Linked DNA regions of Sus scrofa: region 2 is linked to region 1. A link is a contact called in public targeted proximity ligation data. All regions are on one chromosome and are shown on one strand. The core of a region is the stretch at or near the end of the contact, and the rest is flanking DNA. Distances in the headings are between cores, read along the strand shown.

Region 1 (7,046 bases), core at 3,085-5,584:
CTCATCCTCCTCCGCTGTGTGGATGCACCAGAGTCTCTTTACCAATTCACTTATTGAAGGACACGGGTTCGATTCCCGGTTTCAGCATTTCCTCATTAATAGCAAGGCTGCTGCAAACATTCCTGGGCGGGTTTTGTGTGGACGCACAGTTACTGCATAAACGCCCAGGAGCACAATTGGTGGTTGTCTGGTCAGCCTGTGTCTGGCCTCATAAGAACCTGCCAGACTGTGTCTCAGCCCATTCTGACGGCTGTCACTCACACCACAGGTTGCTGCTGAAACGCATCAGGAATCTTCACACTTCTGGGGGGCTGGGAAGCCCAAGGTCAAGGTGCTGCTCCCTCCTTCACAGACGCCTGTCCTCTCTCTGTCTGCACCCAGCGGGAGGGGCAAGACTGCGCCCCAGGGTCTCCTGTAAGGGCCCTGATCCCCGTCACCCCCCAAAGGCCCCACCTCCACATCCCATCCATCACACCGGGTTAGGGTTCAACGTGGGAATTTGGGGGGGGGACACATTTCAGGCTGTAGCACTTTGGGGTCACAGTCTGTAGCACTTGGGGGACACACAGTCTCACACTTGGGGGGACACTAGCACTTTGGGGTCACAGTCTAGCATTTTGGAGACACAGTCTAGCACTTGCGGGGAGACACACAGTCTGCAGCATTGTCCTCTAGAGCGGCTGAACCCCTTCGCCTTCCCAGCAGCCATGGACGGAGCTCCTGTTCTACGGCCTCACCAGTGTTTGGTGTTGTCAGTGTTTTGGATGTACTGTATTTTTAAATGCTAGCATTTTCTTTTAAAAGTGGGGAAATTGGAAAGTGTGCACTGTCTTTATTACTGATCTGGGTTTGTTGACTGCTTGAAGCTTGCTTTGAGCCGATTTGTGCTCAGAGATTGGGGGTTTTCGGGCAGTGTTGCTGAGCCTCATCCGGAGCTCTGCACCATGAAGACCTGAATACGAGCCCTCATTTGTTGTTAAACTTGCTGTGTGACTGTGAGCAAGTTAACTACCTTCTCTGTGCTTTACTTTCCTCATCTATAAAATGCAGATTGTACTGAGCTCACAGCACTGGTGTGATGAATAAATGAAGATGGTATAAATTGCTTTTACACATGCCTGACACATAGTAGGCACCAAATGTTTGTTGTTGGGAGGAGCAGTAAGTTCATATGCACATCCATCGGTTGCCTCTTAAAAAAAAAAATACATATATATATATAATTTTGGATCCACAGGGAAATGGCAGAGACACTACCAAGAGTTCCACATCCCTTGCGCCTGCACCCAGTTTACTGATTAATATCTTACAAGAATATGACACATTTGTTACAATTAGTGAACCACCATTGAGATGTTATCAACCCAAATCCTTTATTAAGATTTCTTTAATGTTTTTCCAACAATCCTTTTTCTGTTCCAGGATCCCAGCTAGGACCCCCTATGGTGTGGAATCATCGTGTCACACTTAGGCTCCTCCTGGCTGGGACAGTGGACCAGTTACAGTTTAATTACGTTGACATTTAATGTTGCTGTAGTCCATGATACCTCTCTTAAAGGATTCTTTTGTTTTTACATTTTTTATTTTTTTGTCTTTTGTCTTTTTAGGGCCGCACCTGCAGCATATGGAGGTTCCCAGGCTAGGGGTCTAATCAGAGCCATTGCTTTTGCTGCCAGCCTACGCCACAGCCACAGCAACACCAGATCCAAGCTGTGTCTGTGACCTACACCACAACTCAACGCCAGATCCTTACCCCACTGAGCCAGGGATCGAACCCACAACCTCATGGTTCCTAGTTGGATTCATTTCCGCTGCGCCACGATGGGAACGCCCCCAATAGTAGCTCTTGAGCTGGGTGTGTGGTGGGCTCCCTAAGACCTTAAACTGAAGTCGGTCTTCCTGGGGCTCCCCTGTCTGAAGCCCACTCTTCTGCTGCAAGACTGACCCTGGCTGCGAGACCCATATCATATCCTGCCCACTTTATCCTCACCTAACTTCTGGCGACAAATGCCTGATTGAAAATTGCTGATTGGGCCTGTGTCGTCATCTGGGCAGTGAACTACCCAAGGAGTGTGGAGGTGGGGACACAAGGGTGTCTGGTGTTTTTTTCCCGTGGATCCCGCAGACTGCCGACAGCTCCCGGTGGCTCCGAGCTGGAAGTGCGCCATCTGGGCAAGTTAGCTGTTAGTGGAGCCCTTGCGGTTTCCCTGAACATGAAGAACTCTCACTGTTTGGGCGAGCATTTCCTCCCTGACATCACCGAATGAAAACGCATCTGGGGCGGGGGTTTTGGTTTTCTGATGCCAAATCAAAGTTGGTTTATCAGCAAGCACCTTGGCCAGACCAGGGCAGGCTGTGTGCTCCGGCTGCAAAGCTTCCCTTTTGAAATTTGCTCTTTTCTAAGAACTGAAAATAAGCACCCTGGGCTGTGACTTCACTTTTCTTGGAACTGCTTTACATTAGAAGAAAAAAGAGAGAGAGAGAGAAAAAACCCTCATTTAGCTGGTTGTGGATCACTGAGTTCCTTATTTCTTTCTGTTGCATATTCTTGTAAAACTGAAGTTGTACCGCAAAATTCTTATGCATCAGGTGAAGCAGGAAGGAGAAGGAATGACTGCATGAAATAATCAAATGCTTTGTCTCCTGGCCTGTCGGTATGTGATTTACTGGTGAGGAGGAAAAGAATCTGGAAGAGATGCTGAGGAGAGAGAGCTGTCTTCAACCCCAGGGGTCCAGCCTTGACGGCGTGGCCCTGAGATCTGTTGGGCCACCACATGGCCTGGGGCCAGCGTCGCTAAACCCCAGGCACGGTCCAGACTCACTGCGCAACTGCCTGTGTGTCAGGATAAGGTGAAAACACGCGTCTTCGGCCATAGTGACCTACATTTAGCAGACCTTTGGAGCCTGTGAAAGGGTGACTTTCAGGGGCTCCTGCCTGGTGAGAACGAGGGAGAGAGGAGCCTAGCACGCCTGGGCTGCATTCCTGGTCCTGCCTTTGTCTTTCTGACCTTGGGATTGGAGGTCAGCCTGTGAAGTACCGGGGAACCGAATCAGAGGCCCCTTCCCCGTGCGGATCTGTAGATGGGCACGTAAATTGTTCTCAAGGGTCCTGGTATCTGTCCTCGGAGGGGCCTCTGGTGATGTGACTGAGTCTTACTTTTTTACCTTCGTCCATGCATAGCACACACATCCGTAGATGTTTGCGAATAGCTGGGTTCTGGGTAGGAAGGCAGAGGAAATGTACATGCAGAAGCACCATATTTTTGAATTTCCCCTTGCACTCCAGTGTTTTCAAATGAAAAGAGCCCCTCACAGGCCAAGTCTAGGAGGGCCTTTTGTTTTGCTTTTCCTTTTAAGAATGTTTTATTTTTTTGTCTTTTAGGGCTGCACCCGGGGCACATGGAGGTTCCCAGGCTAGGGGTCGGATTCGGAGCTCTAGCCACTGGCCTACACCAGAGCCACAGCAACACCAGATCCGAGCCACGACTGTGACCTACACCACAACTCACAGCCACACTGGATCCTAATCTGCTGAGCTAGGCCAGGGATCAAACCTGCGTCCTCATGGTTACAAATTGGGGTCGGTACCTGCTGAGCCGCGACGGGAACCTAGGATGGACTTTTGTTTTTTTGTCCTTTCTAGGGCTGCTCCTGCGGCATGTGGAAGTTCCCAGGCCAGGGGTCGGATTCGGAGCTGTAGCCACTGGTCTTCACCAGAGCCACAGCAACACCAGATCCAAGCCACATCTGCGACCTACACCACAGCTCACTGCAACGCTGGATCCTTTAACCCACTGAGCGAGGCCAGGGATCAAACCCACAACTTCATGGTTCCTAGTCGGATTCATTAACCACTGTGTCACGACGGGAACTCCTAGGAGGGCCTTTTGAATCAAGCATCCCAGGTTGTTTATAATCGGCCTGAGGGTGCTTGCCAGCTTGTTTGGGAGTGTTCTCAAGCTTGGGAAGACTTGATAAGGACAGACAGAACTGGAGGAAAAGGGGAGAGATGGCTGAGTCAAAATAAAAGATTCATGTGGTTTGGGCAGAATCTGAAATTATAGTCCTATGAGAATCATTCAACATCTCCTGATGAAGGATGCAAATTCAACCGAGGGCCAGAGCAGGAACTGTGCTAGGAGCTTTCCCCGTGTCAGTGACCCTGGGAGGTGCTTTCCCCTCCTCCGGGAAGACTGTTGCCAGGGAGACAAACCCTCTGGCCAGCAGGCAGGGGCAGGGACCAGTCTCCGGCTGCGACTGTCCCTCTTTGCGGGGGAGGCAGCCAGGGCCCTCATTCTGAGAAAACTGGACCCTCTGGCAACGCCGGGTCTTTATCCTTGGACGCTAGCACCCCCTGCTGGTCAGTCCCAGGCAGAGCTGCTCTGTTCCGTCAGAAATGGGCTGCCAGCCAGTGGCCAAGATGAAAAGCCGCAGAAGGAAGCAAAAGAACAAAACGGGGCTGTGAGACGCTTCACGGCTGTCCGCCCAGGGCGTGTTCACCCATTATGGCCAGGTCCTAATGGGGGGGGATGGGGATGTAGGTTTGGCAACCAGACAGTTTCTGATGGTCCTGCTTTTGAATTTCAGCCCGGCTGTTTAATCACTGGGTCACTCTGGGCAAGTCCCTTCACTTCACTGAACCTTATTTTTTAAGGCCGCACCCACAGCATATGGAGATTCCCAGGCTAGGGGTCAAATCAGAGCTGTAGCCGCTGGCCCACAGCAATGCAGGATCTGAGCCACGTCTGCAACCTACACCACAGCTCACGGCAACGCCAGAGCCTTAACCCACTGAGCGGGGCCAGGGATCAAACCCTTGTCCTCATGGATGCTAGTCAGACGTGTTTCTGCTGAGCCACGATGGAGACTTCCTTTTTTTTTTTTGAGCCTTATTTCTGTCACCTATAGAGAAGGGACAATTTGGGGTCAGAGAGGCGAAGGAACTTGTCTGTGTGACTGTTATAGAATCGGGTCTTAGCAGGTGCTCAAAAAATGCTCACTGTTCTGTCACCAAGCACTTCCTGAGAGCCTCCTAGGTTCCAGCCTCTGGGGACACACGGTGAACAAAAGTCACCTGGTCGTCTCTCTGACCACCCACCCGGCCTCATCTCTCTTACTTACCGCCCAAGACCTGCCCCTGCTTTTAAGGAGTCCCATGACTCAACAGTGATCGTCTTCCCGTGGCAAGGCCCTTTATCTAATCACATCTGCAAAGTCCCCTTTGCCGGGTAAGGTAACACATTTACAGGTTCCAGGGTGAGGACCTGGACACCTTTGGGGCAGGACATTCTACTCAGACTGCCCTCTGCCCTCCAGAGATGCACGTCTGTCCCAAATGCAAAATACATTCACTTGGTCCAAGGTCCCTGCCGCTCTTAACCCATTTACAGCACAACTCAGAGTCCCACATCTCAGCTAAATCTCATTATCCAAATCATCTGTGTCTAGTGTAGGGAGGCTCTGGGTGTCTTTTTTTTTTTTCTTTCTTTCTTTTTAAGGCTGCATCTGTGACATATGAGAGTTCCCCGGGGCCAGGAGTTGAATTGGAGCTGCAGCTGAGGTCTGTACCACACCCACGGCAATACCGGCTCTGAGTTGCAGCTTGCAGCCACCCCCCATCCTTCACCCATTGAGTGAGCCTAGGGATTGGACCATATCCTTAACCCACTAAGCCACAATGGGAACTCCTAATTCATCCTCGTTTCAGTTGGTTCTTTGGCCACACCGGCAGCATGTGGAAATTCCCAGGGTCAGGGATCGAAGCCGCACCACAGCAGGGGCAACACCAGATCCTTAGCCTGCTGAGCCACTGGGGAACTCCTATCATTCATCCTGAGAGCAGTTCCTCTCCAACTGTAAACCTGTGGATCAAAAGAAACAAGTGAATCCCTGAAATATGATGGGGAGCAACCCAGAAGGATGCTGTCTAGCTCTGTCCCTGATCCGAGGGACCAGAGCCATGATAAGGGCCAGAAAGATGAGGAAGAAGGGAGGAAGGAGAGAGAAAAAGAAGAAAGGAAGGGAGGAAGCAAAGAGGCTCTGGTATCTGGCAGTAACAAAATGCTAAGTTTCCCTTCTGCCTTGGCAAATGGGAAGAGAAAAGGAGCTTCTCAGAAGGGCCTGTTAGCATCTAATTCTGTCCACCGAGGAACAAGCAGAACTAGAACTTTTCATCCAACAGGTGCCTGCTTTAAACGATGCACCAGACTCAGACTCTGCCCTCAAGTCTGCAGACCACAGCTGCGCTGCCTTTGGGGGCCTCTCTTCCCTGAGTACTGCCCACCCAGGACCACCCCCCGCCGGCCCTCAGGGGTGTCTAACGTGACTGATTATTAGCCCACTGGGCTGCTTTTAACCTCCTCTCGACCCACATCTTTTATTTGAATCCACATGGGTGGAGTTGAATATAAGCGTGTGAGAGCTCTCAGGTGAGTCTCAGAACCAACCAGGTGTAGCCCCTGCAGACCTACAGCTTCCGGCCCAGACGAGCCTGGTGGGGGGCAGAGGTGCCCCAGCACTGGTTGACTGCTCAGCTCTCTGCTTCCCCAGCTGGGGATGCTTGAGGCTAGAGGAATTGGGCCTTGGCCAGAGGAAGGACAAATGAACTCAGGGGCGACCAGGACCATGGGGGTCCCGCATCCTGAAGCTTCCCTGAGGAGAAGGAGGAGGAGAAATTAGATGACAAAAGCCAAGAGGGAGGAATGGAGCTAGACCACCTGCAGGCACTCCTGCAGGAACCTCGTAAGGTAGTGATATCGCTTTCCTTTTAAAATTTTTTAAATTTTATTATTACTATTATTATTATTATTTTTAGGGCCACGTCCACAGCATATGGAGGTTCTCAGGCTAGGGGTCGACTCGGAGCTGTAGCTGCCGGCCTACACCACAGCCCCAGCAACACCAGATCCGAGCTGCGTCTGCGACCTACACCACAGCTCACCGCAATGTCGGATCCTTAACCCACTGATTGAGGCCAGGGGTTGCACCCTCCTGGATACTAGTTGAGTTCTCAACCTGCTGAGCCATAACAGGAACTCCTCAATTTC
Region 2 (7,046 bases), core at 1,597-4,096, 180 kb before region 1:
CTCTGGAGCTCTCTGCGCCCCCAACTCCATCTTTTCCCGCCGGCCCCGACCTGGTTTGTGCCCGTCCTTGGGGGGCTGATCGTCCCCTTCAGAGCAAGAGCAAACTTCAGTCTCGGGGACCTCTTTCTGGATGGGATGTGGACCCACAGCTCCCTACCCGCCCCCCCCCCCCCCCGCCAGCAGCCTAACAGCACCCTTTCTTCGGCCTCCTCCCCCGGCAGGACATGCAGGTGACCGGCGTGGAGGACGACAGCCGCGCCCTGAACATCACCATCCACAAGCCCGCGTCCAGCCCCCACTCCAAGCCCTTCCCCATCCTCCAGGCCACCTTCATCTTCTCGGACCACATCCGCTGCATCATCGCCAAGCAGCGCCTGGCCAAGGGCCGCATCCAGGCGAGGCGCATGAAGATGCAGAGGATAGCTGGTGAGTGGTGGCCCCGGCGGAGTGCCCTCTGCCACAGGCTGGCAGCATGGTTCTCGCGGTGGCCTCGAGAGCCCTCTAGAAAAGGACACATGTGGTTCAGGAATCAGTTGTCTTTGGGGGAGAGAATGGTGATTCCTAGGTGTTTGATTTCTGGAGCGTCTCGAGAGCTGCTTGGAAGAGGAGGGCCTCCCTGGCAGGCAGAGGCCGTGAGCAGGCAGCTCTCGGGCTGGGACAGAGCTGCCAGTGTGCACGCGGAAATTCTCTAGCTTACCTTTACAGAGTGCTTGGCATTCCTCCGCCACCTCTCAGCCTTCAAAACAGCCCTCGAGATGAGTAGGGCCTGTTCTGCCCATTTTATAGAAGAGCAAACTGAGGCTCAGGGGCTCGCCCAGAGCCACACAGGCAGCCAGCTGGCCCAAGTCCTCTCTCTAAAGCCCAGCCCTTCCTCCTCTCCGTCCCCGGCTCTCATGAGGGGCAGTCCTGCTGACGTTTTACCTTTCCCGAGGATCGTGGTGAATCTGGGAGGAGCCCCACACCACCCCGCGTGAGGGAGGCCCCCGCTTCCTTGGCAGTGAAGGCGCAGAGACGAGGACACTCCCTTACTCAGGGCAGAGGCCACAGCGCCCTCCTCGGGAGAGCCGTGCCGTCAGCTCCCACAGTCACGCCAGCCTTCCTTGAGAAGCCAGTGCCTTTCGGTTCGAGCACTGGTGGCCATCCTGGTGTGGTCACTGGGAGGCCTTCCAGCCCACTGGGGAGGAGGGGAGCTTTCTTCGCGGGTCAACTAAAAATAGACCCTCGGAGGGCAGGGTTCTGGACGTTCGGTTCTTTCCAGCCCAGGCCCTGGCGATTTGCGCAGCCTGCATCCCATAGAGTCTGCATCTTATTTCTTGCTTGGCCTCCAAAATCATTACAGAAGCATTTTGTAATGTGCAAAGTGACTTAAATCATTCAGTCCTTTCTTTTAAGATTTATTTTCAGAGAGGTTTTTTTTTTTTTTTTTTTTAATGTAAAGCCATTTCTCACAGCTGACATGAAGGCTAAATATTTCATTTGAAAATTGAGAATTATGCCGTAAAGTGGCTGTTAGAACTAACGCCTTGGGTATTTCTTAAATTGATTTTAAAAAGCCCCTCCAAATTGCTGCACCACGTGATTTGTGTGTGGACAGGAAGACAGCAGCTGTGACAGATACACACTCATAAATGCACACGTGTGTGGACGTTCTCTCTCACACTTTCTTCCCCATACGTGGAGATAAGTGAACTTTGATGGCAGAGTTGGCCTCCTTTGCTTTGGCGTCTGAAACTACCCAAGACGCTTGGCAAAGGCCTCTTGTGTGTGGCAGCTGAGAATCCAAGGCAAAGATGGGCCTGGCCCTCAGCTCTGACCCCCTCGCGAGGCGCCGTTTGTGTTTGGAGCCTCAGGCGCAGCCCTGGTGTCACGCTGGCTTCCCCAAGGAAAACTCAAGGCCGCTGGTGCAAGGCCACTGGCTGCCTGCTTGGCATCACCCAAGGGATGTGTCTTCACCTGCACTCCCACCCCGCGTGCTGAGCATGAACCGCAGGTTTGTTTGAACACAGCCCTGCTGGACCTCCCGATCCAGCCGACCACCGAGGTCCTGGGGTTTGGTCTCGGCTCCTCCTCCAGCCAGCACCTGCCTTTCCGCTTCTATGACCAGTGCCGCCGAGGCAGCAGCGACCCCACCGTACAGCGCTCCGTGTTCGCCTCCGTGGACAAGGTGCCAGGTAAGCAGGCCCACCCTGCGCCACCTCCTGTCCCCTCCAAGGAGCGGGAGAGGCGGGCTTCTGGGGCTTCCTCTGTCTGGAGCCTGTGTACGCGTCCCTTTCCCTCTCAGGAATCCAGTCGGTAGGAGGCAGCGATTTCATAGAACTTATCAAAGTTCAGCTCAAGATTAAACACAAGCCCCAGAAGGAAATCTTGGCTTTCTCTTTGGTGTTCTGCCGCCTGGGTTTGTTTTCCAGGGATTTGTTGAGGATGTGGAAAAACTCCTCAGAATGAAGACGAAAAAGTTTCTTGGAAATTTCTTGGCAATACTTAGATGATTCATAATGGTGGTGGGAGTTGTTGCTTCTCCGTAGAGCATGACTGGGAAGAGCTCGTGTGTGTGTGTGTGTGTGGTTCAAAGAAGGGAGACTTCCGAAGACGGTCCTGCTGCCCACTGGGCAGCTGCCCCTCTCTTCTTTCTGGGAGCGTCTCCTCCCACCCTCACCGAGAGGCATCTCTGACTTTCCTCCCCCCCTCTCCACAGAGCAGCACAGATAGAAAGTTCAAGGACACCTGGCAGGACTCCAAGTCCCGCTTTTGCAGAAGGGCACGCGGGCGGGCTCCCCCTTCCTGTTCTGACACGTCTGCTTTAGGCACATCCACATGCACCCTGATCCCTCGAAAGAGAACCTTGCTCTTCAGTTACAAAACTTCAGAAAATGAGCCAAGCTGTCCCTTGCAGTTTCAGCCCTCCATGGTCAGGGCTTCAAACTTCCACTGCAAATGTTGCGAAATGTTTTCAAAAGCAGTTACCCGTCTAAGAACAAAATGCAGTCAAAAGAACCTGACTCAAATCAGGGTCCCTCTTTCCCCTCCACCCTGTGATTCATTCTCATCCTTAGATTTGGTGAATTCATTTTTGAACTATAGTATATACCATAAGCATATGATTTTTAAAAATCCCAGGAGTGGGAGTTCCTGTTGTGGCCCAGCGGAGATGAATCTGACCATTATCCATGAGGACACAGGTTCGATCCCTGACTTTGCTAAGTGGGTTCAGGATCTGACATTGCTGTGAGCTGTGGCATAGGTCGCAGACACAGCTCAGATCTGGCATTGCTGTGGCTGTGGCATAGGCCAGCGGGTACAGCTCCAATTCGACCCCTAGCCTGGGAACCTCCCTTTGTCAAGGGTGGGGCCCTAAAAAGGAAAAAAAAAAAAAAAAGAAAAATCCAAACAGGACCTGATACCATGAAACATAAGACTGCTTGGTCCCAGAAGTGACCATTGTTAACAGTTTTGCGTGTCCTTCCAGAAACGTTTGGCTCGTCTCTCTTGCACCCAGGGTGGGTTGTATGTCACTCCACGTCTTACTGTTTTCACTTATTGACAAGGCGGTGTTATCTGTACACGCATGTAAGTTGAGAATGCTTGTTTATTGCTGTATGGTGTTTTGGTGCATGGACGGACCAAAAACATCTCTGTGTAGCGTTTCATAGTGATGGACATTTGAGTCCTGCCCAGTGCTTTGCTCCGTCCATTGTCACTGAGAACGTCTTCGTAAGTGTGCACATCTCACGTGACTCTGGAGGAAATTCCCAGCGGGGGACCTGCCATGTCGAAGGGGAGGCCTTCCCCGCCCGTGTCTGCAGTCCCGGCCCCCGCACCCTGGGAAAGCGTCCACCGCCACAGCCCACGGCTCTTCTGTTAAGTCCAGTCTCAGGCTACCAGACTGACCGAGCCCCCCCCCCCCCTCGGCTTCCAGCTGTGAGAGGGGAGACGATTCTGCCGCCGCCAGGGAGCCTGGAGAGGGTTCTTTGTTAAACATGCTCCAGGTTGCTTCATGGTCCGTAGAGATGGTTAAATAGCAAACGGTTAAATAGTAAGTGAAAGGACGACCGTTTGTCTCAATTAACTGAGTACGAACTGGTCTGGTAAGAGACCATGTCTTTCTTCCTCTCTTTCCTTTTCTTTCTTTTCTTTTCTTTTTAACGCACAGTTGTGATTTTGTTATAACATTTCTGTAAGCGCTGCTTTATTGTTTTATTTATTTTTTTATCAGTCAGTGAATGTTTCACATCCGTAGTTGTACAGTGATCGTCACAATCCAGTGTCACAGGATTTCCATCCCACGACCCAAGCACATCCCCCCACCCCCATATAATTTTTTTAATTGAAACAAATTGACGCATAAGGTTATATTGATTAAGAAATCATTTCTTGGAATTCCCATCATGGCTCAGCGATAACGAGCCTGACTAGCATGCATGAGGACGTGGGTTCAGTCCCTGGTCTTGCTTGGTGGGTTAAGGATCCAACATTGCCATGAGCTGTGGTATAGGTCGCAGATGAGGCTCGGATCCTACGTTGCTGTGGCTGTGGCGTAAGCCGGCAGCTGCAGCTCCGATTCAACCCCTAGCCTGGGAACCTCTATATGCCGCGGGTGTGGCCATTTTAAAAAAGGGGGGGGCAAAAAAAAAATCATTTCTTTAGGATTATCAGTGCTTCTTTGAGCTCGAGAACTAATGGGTTAAGGAGAAAAACCTGGTCCTTATTTCTGCTCCCTCATCTTTGGCACAAGGCAAGTGTAAATTAATAAATTGAGTCAAATGTCGCATTCTTCAGCATCTACATAATCCTGTCTGTTTGCAGACGGCTTCGCCATGACTGGCCTCTCCCACCCTGCCCAGGCTCCAGGGAGCAGTGAGGTTTCCTGTGCTGGGCTGTCGCCCTGCCTGCCGTGGCCTGGCCCTACCTGGCAGGTGGCTGGGCACTGCCGGAATGCCCAGAGTCCTCCTGCTGGTCCCAGGGTCGGTGTATGTGAGGGTGGGCCGCTAGGGATGGTGGCAAGTCAAAGGCAGCATCTGAAAGCAGCTGTCTCGCCCCTGCCAGCCCCTGGAAGCGCCGCTCAAGCGTAGGGGGCGGTGGGGACATTCCACGGGTGTGCCGCCCCCGGAGATGGCTCTGAGCCCTTGGGTAGAGAGGCCTCACTGCCCTCCTGCCCTTGCCTGCGCCAGAGATGCAGAGACGTGACCTAAAGAACCGTTGCGCCTTAGCCTGACTCAGAGAGGGAGGGGAGCCCCGGCGCCGCCGTCAGCACCTGCTGTCTCAGTACCTGGCCCCACAGCCGCCCAGCGTCTTGCAGTCATCCTTCATTCTTCCCTTCCCTCTCCCACACCCGCCGCCTGCTCCGCCTTTTTCCTTTTTTCGCCCTTGAGGCCATGGCAGCGGCAGCCACAGTATTCCCTGGCTTCCGGCCTCGTCCCCTTCCCTCCATGCGGCCAGAGGGATCTTCCTAGAATGGAAATCGTATCACACCATGCCCCTGCCTACAAGCTCCCTGTGGCTCCCTGGTGCCCTTAGAATAAAAGCTAGACCTCTCCCTGACCTTGTGTGATCATGAGATGCGCCCGTGCTGACCTCTCTGTTGCAGCTCCCCTGCCTTCACGCTGACACTGCCCACCCCCACCGGGCCACACCACCCCTGCTGCTCCTCTGAGTCAGCACTTCTCCAAGTTCTGGCCTCAGGTCCCCTCCATACTCTTCACGGAAGTATTGAGGGGGAGTCACTGTTGTGGCTCAGTAGGTTAAGAACCTGACTAGGATTCATGAAGACATAGGTTCGATCCCTGGCCTCACTCAGTGGGTTAAGGATCCGGCGTTGCCGTGAGCTGTGGTGTAGGCTGCAGACGCAGGATGGATCCTGAGTTGCTGTGGCTATGGTGTAAGCTGGTAGCTGTAGCTCCGATTCGATCCCTAGCCTGGGAACCTCTATATACCACAGGTACGGCCCAAAAGAAAAAAAAGTATTGAGGAGAGTTTCCTGGCGGCCTAGAGATGGAGGATCTGGCCAAAAAGTAATAAAGAAGTATTAAGGAACCCAAAGAGCTTTAGTTTGTATGGATTATATTTATTGATATTTCAGATATTAGAAATTAAAGCTGGGAGTTCTCATCGTGGCTCAGTGGTTAACGAATCCGACTAGGAACCATGAAGTTGCGGATTCGATCCCTGGCCTCGCTCAGTGGGTTAAGGCTCTGGCATTGCCGTGAGCTGTGGTATAGGTCGCAGATGGCTCTGGTGTAGGCCGGTGGCTACAGCTCCGAGTAGACCCCTAGCCTGGGAACCTCCATATGCCGCAGGAGCGCCCTAGAAAAGACAAAAAGACCAAAAAAAAAAAAAAAAGAAAGAAAGAAATTAAAACTGAGAAATACGTAAATATTACTATTAAATAGGTATTTTTAAATATTTACTTATTTAAAAAATAATAACCCATCCCATGTAAACATAAATAATATAGTTCTTTATAAACTGTATCTCTGTTTTCCAAAACAAAATATCCTTTTAAATCTTTAATATCTGACTGACTAGGAGGCAGCAGATTCCCCTCTGCTTCTGCTTCTGCTGTGATGACGCACATCACGTGGCCTCTGGAAAACTCCTCTGTGTACTCCTGGGAGAATGAAAGGAAAAAAGAAAATGCTGTTTCATTATTTTTAGGGCAGTTTTGACCCTGGGAGTCCCCCAGGGTTCCCCAGACCATGCTTTGAGAACCGCTGCTGTAACTCACGGAGCTCTTTCCTGCCCCAGGGCCTTTGCACTGATTGTTCTTCCCTAAATCTGGGTGTGGCTGCTTCCCGCTAATGGCTCAGGCCTCCTGGTCACTCCCCTAGCAAAGGTTACTGCCCATGACCTTAGCCTGGTTTATCGTCTCTGCATCCCTGGGGCTCCTTACCTGGCTGACGTATTCATGTACTTTCCCCACGGAGAATGTCACGTCCTTGGGGACCCGGGGTGTCCCATCCCTGCCATACCTCAGTGCCTAGCACAGGGCCTTCGCTCAGTTTCCACTGAATGAGGAGTGAGCCTTCGTTCCTGTTCTGTGCGCAGCCTTA

Evidence for each region.
Region 2: a targeted proximity ligation map of alveolar macrophages shows a contact between it and region 1. A contact is called at or near these places in 2 of 47 Hi-C or Micro-C datasets (embryonic fibroblasts and fibroblasts) and 1 of 2 datasets of targeted methods (alveolar macrophages).

The regions. Positions count from the first base shown.
Region 1 is chr3:31,801,784-31,808,829 of Sscrofa11.1, reverse strand. RMI2 (recQ-mediated genome instability protein 2) reads left to right here. Exons shown (of 2, transcript XM_003124595.4): 2 at 1-1,113. Among named protein-coding and RNA genes, the nearest start is that of RMI2, 9.6 kb to the left of the region's middle.
Region 2 is chr3:31,983,506-31,990,551 of Sscrofa11.1, reverse strand. It overlaps CLEC16A (protein CLEC16A), which reads left to right. Exons shown (of 25, transcript XM_021086617.1): 22 at 222-426; 23 at 2,007-2,171. Among named protein-coding and RNA genes, the nearest start is that of SOCS1, 110 kb to the right of the region's middle.